Regions from separate parts of the Mus musculus genome. Here region 2 is linked to region 1. Evidence: chromatin contacts called from public HiChIP or PLAC-seq data. All regions are on one chromosome and are shown on one strand. Each heading gives the region's core, a stretch centred on a gene start, on an enhancer-like site or on the middle of the called end of the contact. The rest is flanking DNA. Distances are from core to core; before and after follow the strand shown.

Region 1 (5,413 bases), core at 2,282-4,781:
GGGGATAACATTTGAAATGTAAATGAAGAAAATATCCAATAAAAAAAAAGAAAAAGAAAGAATTGAAATGTAATTGTGTGACATGACAACCCTAGTGATATGTTTGTATTTGTGTGTGTGTACACATGTGTGGGTGCATGTGTGCATGTATGTGGGTACGTGTAGAGGTCAGAGGACAGTCGTGGCTGTCATTCCTCAAATGTTATTCACCTTATTTTTGAGACAGTCTCTCACTGAACCTGAAATATTCTAGTTTGGCTAAGATGGATGTCCAGTCCCTAAAGATTTGCTTGTCTCTGCTTTCCCTAGGATGAAATTACAATTGGGCATCACTATGACCCCTTCTTTTGATCACATGGGTGCTTGGTCAAGCCATAACTGACCAGGGTCATTTCCCAGGTCCCCTGGTGACACCTTACTTGCTCAGGATAAAGTACCACAGCGGTTGCAGTTGCTCTTGCTTTGGGGTATCTTTAAGTATATACATGTCCTTGGCTTGCCCCTCACCCTGGAGGGCAAGTAACAGGGAGATGTGCCCAGCCAGGCTGAGCTGCATGAAATGAAGTATTCATGGTGCTCCAGTTTGGAAATGACAAAAACTCACAGTGAGAGCGACAGAGCCCAGCAGCAGCACCACGGAATAGACCAGACCCCGGCTGTTGATCTTCACCTGGAGAGTGAAGCACATGAGCCACAAATCTCTGAGTTGGTCGGCCAGTCTATTCTAAAAGCCCCACCTTCAGAGTATTCATTTTCTCTTTTGGGAAACAGGGCTCCTGCTGATGGATGCAGGATAGTCAGAGCCTTATGACAAATGGGGAGCCATGGGTGCAAGTCTGCACTTGGTTCATCAGGAAGTGGACTGGGATGGGGACAGGTGACGGTGGGCTTATGCAAAAGGAAGAGGCACCGAGGAAGATGCAGTAAGCATGAGTTTCCTCCTGCAGGCTAGGCTGTCACAGACGCCATCGAAGAAAGTGGATGCAAAGGGCAAAGGGTAGCACATCTCCCCAGAACTCCAGGCTGGAACTGAGAGAGCCTCGTCCCTCCCTCTGAAACATACCTATGCACTTCTTCAGGAAGTGGCAGGACTTACTGTGGATCCATAATTAATAACCATGGTCTGCAGGCCCCACGGGATGCCAAGCCCCACCAGGATATCAAACACGTTGCTTCCGATGGTGTTAGAGACTGCCATGTCTCCAAGACCTGGAGAATAAGCAACACATTCCTTCCATCAGGAGTGGATCTCAGGGAACCCTCATTCCCTCTCTGAACCCCTCTATCGGGGCTGTTCAAAAGAAGGGGAGTCCTTCTCGGGCTCTATGCTTGTAAAATATCTGTGTGGTCTAAGATTCCTTCTTTTCATGAGACCTAAAGGTTCCTTTTGTGGGTGGGATCTGTACGTGGATGTCCTGACACCACACCAGCACTTCAGATGTGGCCTTATTTAGAGGCAATGGGCTATGATGAAGGCATTAGGCTGAGTCCTGGTCCTAGAGTCCTAGGGAAAAGAGAAATCCAGATATCAACAGTACATAGGAGAAAACCATGCAAGCACAAAGGTGGCCAAATAGAGTTGGGAGAGGAAAAGGCTCATAGCTGCCAGAAGGTGCCAGCCCTGCCCACATCCTGACCTTCATTTTACAGCCTTCAGGAATGTGAGGTGTAAATACTGTTTAAGTCCCCCTGCCAACATTGGCTTTAGCAAATGAACACAGGCTCCTCCGTTATTCTCCTGTCCGACTTGACAGCTGCCGTGCTCAAGGGCCTACCGCAGGCTCTGCTCCCTTTAGTTCTCTCAGCTTTGCTGGGTTTGGGTGGGACCACCACTCTCATGTGGCAGGTGACCAAGGCCTAACCCTTTGCTAGAGGCTCAGCCTCAGGATGCTGGGCCCACATCCTTTCTACCAAGCCATGATTTGTATCTGTGCCTGGACAGTGGTATCCATGTCCTTCTCTGGGTCCACAGAGCATCAGATCTTACATTCTGGTGGTTTTGGAATGATGACCTTTCTCTTTCCAGACAGAGGCTATTGTTCAATCCCCTTCTTGCCCCACTGTCCAAGACCTTGTTGATCACACAGCCAAGGCACTTCCTCTCTTGAAGAACTAGAACAACTTTAAGAAAAGAGTTGGCAGAACTCTGATGTTGTAACCTGGCACCCACAAATGTGAGCAGAAGGCCCAACCTTGGAACACAAGTGTCTACAAACATAACATCACTTAGGTAGCTGTGACACTCATCAGAAGCCCATTCAGCATCCAGACCTGTATCTTCACCATCCTCCTGTGAGCCAGACCTCCCCTCCTGTGTTCTCATTGCTGTTCTCTGATGACCCCCAACCCCAGTGCATGCCTCTTCCTTCCTGGTGTGAAAAATTTTAGAATCTTGGCAGCTTAGGGCTCTGAGGTCTGGACTCTGGTCTAGCAGGCTCCCAGCCTCAGGTCCCATGAAGGAATGTGCTTGGGACCAACTCCTTGTACCTGGTGAGGATAGGCTAAAGATGTTGGAATTTGGAGAGGAGGGGTTGAGTGCTTCTCAGGGCAACTGTCAGAGCTGCACAGGTAGCCGGGAAGATAAGTAACTCTTTGAGGAGCCTTGGAAAGTGTGAGTCACACCTTAAGGAGTGCACATGTCACCTGGGGTTTCTGTAAGAAGCAGGTGCTGACTGAGCATGGCTGTGTAGGATCTGCGGGTTTGGATATGTCATTGGGGGTGCCCCAGTCAATACCTGCCAGGCTTTGCCTGTAGGGAGCCCTATGGAGGTTGGTGCAGATGCTCCTGTCAGAGCACCTTTGTGATTCCCTGCTTCACACAGTTGACTCTGAATGGGGCTCCGAACCCTTTGTCATAGAGACCCTTCTACTCTGACCATGTGGACTGGGTTCTGTCGATCACATCACTATTAACTTAGGACAGCTTGGCACCCCAAGCCTCAGCCTCACACACATTTCTTCCACTGTAGCTACTGTGCAACAGTTTCCTGCTATAGAACCCTGCTTATCCCTGTTCCTAAATGAGACCCTTCATTGAGCCCATTGGGACCTTGAGGCGTCTAGAATTGCAATACTTCCTGCTTGTGTCTAAGGAAAACATCCTTTTGCCTTGTCTTCCCTTAGCTCCACTCAGGGGAGACTTTGTTACCTTTGTGCTGTGGACTATGTGAGACTGACTTCCCCTAGGCTCATGTGACTGAATGTCTGAGAGGCCCCCGTGACCCTCAGTTTTCTTCTCACTCGATGTATTGTGCAAGGAGCTGTCCCTACCCTGCCTCTAATTCATGACCTCCCAGATCCTCTGGCTGTGACTGGGTTTAGAATTTTTACAGATGCCAATAAATAAAGTTATACTGAAGTAAGTGGGCTCTAATCCAGCTGTTCTTGTAAGCAGGAAATGTGGCTGCAGATACACAGAGGGACACACAGCCCATAACAGCAGAAACAGAGCCCACAGCGGGACACAGCTACAGGCCAAGCGAGTCAGAGAGGTGTGGTTCACACGGAATCGAGTAGGAATGTGAAGAGTGCATAGGCCCCACAGGCCCTGGGGCCCTGGCGTCAAACTTCCGGTAAGGTAAGTTCAATTGTGTGGAGCTGTCCTGGAAAGGGCAAAGGTCACCCAAGTAAATTCCATTCCCCTCAGCTGCTGCTTCCAGTGACCTCTAATTCTGTCAGGCACTTGCCTACCTACTCTCCCTACATGCTCTCACACTGCCTTCTCTTCAGGTCTTCTCAGCCTTTGAATCTCTTGGAGAAATGTGCCTTAATTTGCAGAGCCAACTCTTCTCCCTGGCACTGCCCTCTCCAGCCTCCATCTTGTTCCACCTGGGTCACTTCCTAAACCCCAAAGAAAGCCCATACGCAAAGCAAAACACTTCACATCTTCTAGAATTCAGGAGAACAGACAGAGCCAGTGTCTGGGAGTCCTACGATGCCTGCCTGAGTCAGACATGGCTCTCATATGTTATGGCTTGGACCTACAATGTTTCCATCAGCCTCATGTTCTGAGCACTTGTTCCTCAGATGGAGGAACCTGTTCCTTAGATGCATTGTGGAGCCGCTGGGAAGTGGAACCTAAGTTTTGACACTGGGTCACCACTTCCAGCCTCTGGTTCCCGATCCACCGCCATGTGGATACTCATTACCACCCATGCCCAATGCCACATTGTGTGCCCTGCAGTTTCTGCTGTGATGGGCTGAGCTCTCTGGAAACCACGAGCAAAGATAAAGCTGTCTTCTTTTATGTATTGTGGAGTAATTTGGTCGCAGCAGAACAAAAGTAACTAAAGCATATAATCAGTCATTTGCTGTATGACTTCTAGGTGGAGGCTCTGTCCCGTCCCACACTGTAACCTCAGGACATGTCTCCTTTAAAACAACCACATAGGAAAGCACTTTGAAAGATCTAAGGGAGTCCATCTCAGTATTTGTCAGAGTATAGCTTTTTCTTCTGGGCATACCAAGACCATCCCATATCCATCAAGGAGCAGAGATAACCTCAGCCCTGTAGTCATGGCGACGAAATGAGTGCAGTACATTGACAGAGGGGCCTGTGGTGAAGGGGGTGGGGGTGGAGTGGGGAGACTATTGACTTCTCAAGCAGGAGAGGGATGAAGATCATCAGACCTTTACCTGAGAGTCTACCTACTACTCCCTCCTGCCTCCAAGTAGCACAAAAGCCTATTGGCTCTAGCATCCTCTTGCCCACCAGGGCCTGTGCAGCTAGGATGCAGGAGGGAGTTGTGGGTGGGCTTCTTGATGCAGCTCTCACAAGGTCATCGTCCATGGTGGGGTGGGACTCATAGCAATGCAGGGAGGTTTGGGGGTTACCCATATTCCTGTAAGTGGCTCCTCCACACCCCCCCTCCCCCATGCTGGAAGTAAAGCCAGTAAACTCCCTGGTTCCCCAAGCTAGAGTTGGATGGAATTTCTTTGGTCTGTCATCAGCGCCCTGTATGGGGTGGATAGATATTTGTCCATGTCTCTCCAGGAACAGGGAAGGAGACAGGGAACTTGCCAGCGGGGGATGGGGGCTGAGGCTTAATCCATACCTTGTCTTGCCACAATTAAGCTTGCCATGCAGTCTGGAACACTTGTGCCTGCCGCCAGGAAGGTGATGCCCATGATGACATCGGGGATCCCAAGTGTGTATCCAATAATAGTCACCTGCAGAAGAGGCCAGGGTCAGGGATCAGGGCCAACTTAGAATGTAACGGCCCTGGACACTCCCTACCCTGTGTGCTATTTTTACAGTTTATTTTTGAAGACTTTTTTTTTTTTTTTTGAGGTGGGTCCTATATAGTCCAGGCTGGCCTTGAACTTGGCAATGGAGCCAAAGGTGACCTTGAACTCTGAGTCTTCCTGCTTCCATCCACCTCTTAAATGATGGGATTACAGGCATGCAGCACCA
Region 2 (5,262 bases), core at 68-2,567, 160 kb before region 1:
TCACTGGCTTTGTGCCTACAAAATGGCCATTCCATTTTGGAAGACAGTTTTGCTTTAGTCTCAAGTGGGATTTCCTCACCTTTCCCCAGTGGCGGCCTTTAGAACCAGGCATTAATCCCTTTTTGGGTCTGCACTGTATCACTTGCCTGCCTGTCACAACTCAAAAATCAAAATGCATTTAGATATCACCGCATATCTTGGGGGCTCAAGATTACCAGGTGAGAGCTCTTGTGTTAACACCTTCCCTTCATGTTATAGAAAGGACACGCAGGTCTAGAGAGAGGAGGTGATTTAACTGAGACCATTGACAAGAGGCGAGCAGTGTGGAAGCTCTGGGGAACGGACTCCTGGCCCCTCTGTCCTCCATGCCTCTGTCCCTTTACACCACCTCCTCCCTCCTGGTGTTTCCTGCAAATCAGCTTGTGGAAGTGAGAGAGAAGGGCATAGTTGACAGTCCAGCCTCCTGCTGGGAGGAAGGGGGTAGCCTTGGGGAAGCATCAGTCCTGTGGAAGTTGGAACAGCAAATCTTGCAATCCAAAGATCCCACCCCAAGGTGTGGCCCCCAAAAGGAATGAAAACATGCCTCTGTAAAATCTCCTGCCGGTATCAGCCTCAGGAGCATGATTTGGCCACGGAAAGGATGGAGCAATTACGTGTGCTTCATTATGGACAAACCGTAAGCACGTGCTAAGTAAAAGAAGCCAGTCACAAAGACCAAACAGTTAATAATCCACTAAATGGCACTTCAGATTAGGAAAGTCTACAGGGAAGTGGGGGCTGGGCAGAGGAGAGTCAGAGGAGTTGACTGCTCGTGGAATTAGATCCTGTTGTGGGTAGTGAGAATGTTCTAGAATTAGAAAGTGGTCGTGGTTTTGCGGAGCACTGTATTTAAAAGGCTGACATCCATGTGAATGGTAACACTGTCATTTAAAAAGTTGATTTAGCCGTGCATGGTGGCACACACTTTTAGTCCCAGCACTTGGAGGCAGAGTCAGGCAGATCTCTGAGTTTGATGCCAGCCTGGTCTATGGAACAGAGCTAGCTAAAAGGTTGATTTTTCATGCCAGGTACCTAGATTATCACAGGATCATATTGCAGGCTCTCCTTAGAGCATTGAGAGCCTTTACTCCTTACCACTGGGCAGTGTGGAGCTGGACCTGTTCTTACCTCTCTTTATCTACCAGCACTTGGATGGAGGTCTGGGGAGGCCAGCAGTTTGCCCAGTGTGGTGGAGCTGTAAGCAGCACAAGGAGGGGGTGGGGTAGGATCCAGACCCAGCCAGCTGGCTTGAGAGCCACCTAATCCAGTAAGAGCAGCGTGAGTCATGGAAACGTTTCTAGCAGCCACATTTGAAAAAGCTTAAAATATGTAGGAGGGGCCACGGAGAGAGAGTCTGTTCAGTTAAATGCCCGCTGCGCACGAGGACCTGAGGTCAACTCCTAGGAAAACACCAAGGAACAATGCTGTCTGCTGGAATCCCAGTTCTGTATATGGAGGTGGAAATAGCTGGCTCCCTGGACTCCCTGGCCAGCCAGCCTAGTCTACCTGATAAGCTCCAGGCCAGTAAGAGACCATCTCGAAGGTGGAGTATTGGGGGCCAGGCTGGAGAAGGAGGGAGGCCAGTGGTTAACAGCACTTGCTATTCTTTTGGAGGACCTGGGTTTGGGTCTCAGCTTCCATATCAAGCAGCTCATAGCCTCCTCTAACTCCAGCTCCAGGGGACCTGATGCCCACTCGGGACTTGGGAAACTGCATGCACACATGCAGACATACATATACACAAACAAGAATAAAGTGGCTAGCACCTGTCTTAGCCACTGTTCTGTTGCTGTGAAGAGACACGATCAAAGCAACTCTTATAAAAGAAAGCATTTAATTGGGGACTTCTTATGTATATTTTCTGGGTATAATTTCAGAGGGTTAGTTCTTTATTGTGTCAGGCAGCGTGGTCTGGATGCAGCAGGTAGAGAGTTGCTGGGCCTGGTGTGGGCTTTTGAAACCTGGAAGCCCACCCCTAGTGACACACATATTCCAAGTAGGCCATATCCCCTAATCTGTCCAATTAGGTCACCAACTGGGAACCAGGCTTGCAAATATACGAGACGGATGGGGGCCATTCTCATGTAAACCTCCACAGCACCCAAGGAGCAGACACCCCAGATTGTTCTTTTGCCTCCACATTCACACACACACACACACACACACACCTATACACAATATAAACACATACATGCACCTATACACAATATAAACACACACACATTTACAAACAATAATACACACCCTTATACACAAAATAAACACACACACCCTTATATACAATATAAACACACACTTACACACAACATAAACACATACACATCCCTATACACAATGTAAGCACACATACACACTTATCTACAGTATAAACACATACCTAATCACAAATGTATAAACACAGAAAAATATTTAGGAAATTAATTTTGACATCTTGTTTAAACCAGAAGTCCAAATGAATATCAATTCATCATGTAATTAATATCGAAATTACCACTGAGATAGCCTGTATCCTTTAACAAAAAGTTTCATTACATTTATTTATGTATGCATGAATGTGTGTATGTGTGTGGGTACAAGCCTATTACGACACGTGTGTTGAGGTCAGATGATAAACTTGGCAGGTGTTGATTCTCTCAATCTGCCATGTGGGTCTCAGGGGTCAATCTCAGGTTGTCAGACTTGGCAGCAAGTACCTTTATCAGTAGAGCCACCTTGCTGGCCCCTATATCCTTTTTAGTATGTACATGATCCCAGGGTGTGTCAGTTTAGATTATCCACGATGCATGTTGTTTGGCTGCTGAACAGCCAGTGACCAGCTGTTGGGAGGTTGGCACAAATGGAGCTGTGTCCCTGTGAGTGTCGGGGTGCTTGGCTTCCATATCATCAAGGGTTGGCTTTGGTGAAGTTCTGACTCATCTTGAGTGGCCTCTGTGTGCTGGTCCAGAAAGGAAATTTAGCCCGATTAAGAGCTGTTATCATAACTGATTGCTTTTCCTTTGAGTGAAAAGATAAGTTAAGCCCCGAGACCACAGGCAGCAAGTATGCTGGCTCATCAGCCACTTGGTTTTTATACAACCAACGTAGGAAAATACAGTGGCTAAACATTACCTGGAGGTTAAATCATTCACGGACTCTCCCTTGATCCTGTGCAGGTTTTAACTGGATGTATTTATAGGGGCATGAGGTTCTTTAGGACTGATAGATTTGGCAGGCCTCAAACCCAAGATATCCTCCCGCCTCTGCTGAGACTAAAGCTGTGCGAGCGCCACCAGGCCCGGCATCTCCTCAGTGTTTTAAATAGCAAGTGTGGAGAGTCCTAGGATGGCCAGTTAAACTCAGGCCATTTGACTCAAACCCATGTTTTCAGTTTTGAGGTCCTGTCTCCAGACAAGTACTGGTTGTTACGAAATGGTTATTACCACAGCTCCAGGTTTTTAGGGTCACGGGGCATGCAAATAACGAGGGAAGGACCACCAAAGTCAGAAATAAACTAAAAGCAACTTTATTCACTGTGAGGGGGTTGGTGGTGGCTGGCGCTTCTAATGGATAGGATCTTGGTCAGTCTAGGGAGATGACACAATGACCTTGAAAGGGTGCGAGCAGTCTCCTTTGAAGCATAAATCCATGGGCAGGGGATAATAAAGGAGTTTGTATGCTGAGGGTTAGTTCTGCAGCCCAGGATGTGGTGAATAGCAGGACGGTGGTACAGGCTCAATGCCAGGGGCCAGCCTCAGCTTGGTCTGGGTGTCTGAGAGTGGCAAAAACAAAAGACTCAAGTCAAATCCTGTGTCCAAGCTGGCGGCCTATGTTCTGCTCCAGATGGCTGCCTAGATAGCTCTCTGTAGACAGTTCTTGGCTTTGTAGTCTGCTCAAGACAGCTTTTCAGACCCCCCTCCCTCTGTGTGTGTGTCTCTCTCTCTCTCTCTCTGTGTGTGTGTGTGTGTGAGAGAGAGAGAGAGAGAGAGAGAGATCTGCTCTAGATAGCTTTTTCTTCTATTCTAAAAAACTCTGGTTGAGACAGCTAAGTTTCTGCTTGAGACAGCTTTCTCTCTGCTAGTAAAAATTCTAAAAGCTCTCTGGATAGCTGATAGGTCTTCTGATCAAGTCAAAAATCCTGTTAGAAAAATTCTAAAAGTAATTCTTTCTAATCAAAGTCAGAAAGCCAGAAAAAAAAATCATAAAGAGCTGGGGTTGCTCTTCAGAAAGCCTTCTTTGGATAGGTGCTAGACAGCATTCTACAAGAGCTGTGTCAGCTCTCTAGTAATTCTTGGGATTTCAGAAATCCTGTCAGAAAAAATTCTAAAAGAGCTGAGTTTGCTCTTCATGGATTTTCTTGACTAAAATCAGCAATCCTGTTAGAAAAAAAAAAAATTCTTGAAGAGAGCTGTGTTTGCTCTCCAGAGATCTTCAGATAGCTCAGCTCTGGCAAAAAAACCAAAACCAAAACCAACCCCCCCCCCCCCATCAGTTTCTGCCGGCTCATCTCATGCAGACCAAAGCCCACATTTTATTTACATATCAATTCAGTTATTCCAGGTTCCCTCTTGACCCTCTCATGAATAAGCATTCTATGACTCTAGCCTCTTGCTCTTTTATTGTTTGTTTGTTTGTTTTGAGACAGGATTTCTCTGTGTCACACTGGCTGTCCTGGAACTCACTCTGTAGACCAGGCTGGCCTTGAACTCAGAAATCCACCTGCCTCTGCCTCCCAAGTGCTGGGATTAAAGGGGTGCGCCACCACTGCCCTGCTAGCCTCTTGATTCTTAAGAAGAGACAGCAAACATAAGCACAGACAGTAAGATGCTGGGTGGGACCCTGCCCGGGAATCACCATTTTAACCATGCTTGGACCTAAATTTGTTCTGACCCAGGCTGACGTTGAACTCTGGAATCTCCATGCCCTTGTATCTGCCTGTCTTTGTATCTTTCTGGCAAGCTGGCTCATAGTGTAATTGCCTCTGCTCCTTTAGATCTGTGAAGCTCCTTATACAGTTCATATTGCATCCTTACGTTTTTGCATAGTTCAGAAGTTATATATTTTGGAACTTAATGTTCCTTTTCCACAGCCTTAAGCGCTGTCCTGAAGGTCCCAGCGGTTACCATTTGGCTGAGACATTAGCCACACCTTTGCCTCCCAGACTCATGATGTCTCTGATTAGCATGGAGTCATTAATGTTAACCGGGAGGACATTCCTCCGAGGACCGTGAAAATAACAAATATTAT

What was found. HiChIP or PLAC-seq counts read pairs in DNA pulled down with a chosen protein or histone mark.
Region 2: an HNF4G HiChIP or PLAC-seq map of pancreatic cancer cells shows a contact between it and region 1. The contact joins two enhancer-like sites. A contact is called at or near these places in 2 of 39 promoter capture datasets (3T3-L1-derived adipocytes and liver), 1 of 115 datasets of contacts at active chromatin or transcription factors (pancreatic cancer cells) and 1 of 9 other capture datasets (liver).

The regions. Positions count from the first base shown.
Region 1 is chr12:102,260,134-102,265,546 of GRCm38.p6, reverse strand. It overlaps Slc24a4 (solute carrier family 24 (sodium/potassium/calcium exchanger), member 4), which reads right to left. Exons shown (of 17, transcript NM_001362345.1): 14 at 5,055-5,169; 15 at 1,097-1,209; 16 at 605-670. Among named protein-coding and RNA genes, the nearest start is that of Gm25203, 9.2 kb to the right of the region's middle. Within about 2 kb of position 3,531, at least 66 of the 459 cell types and tissues checked have an H3K27ac peak or open chromatin away from gene starts, as enhancers often do. A contact at or near this core is called in pancreatic cancer cells, where this site is marked.
Region 2 is chr12:102,418,301-102,423,562 of GRCm38.p6, reverse strand. All of the region lies in intron 2 of Lgmn (legumain), which reads left to right. Among named protein-coding and RNA genes, the nearest start is that of Lgmn, 19 kb to the left of the region's middle. Within about 2 kb of position 1,317, at least 87 of the 459 cell types and tissues checked have an H3K27ac peak or open chromatin away from gene starts, as enhancers often do. A contact at or near this core is called in pancreatic cancer cells, where this site is marked.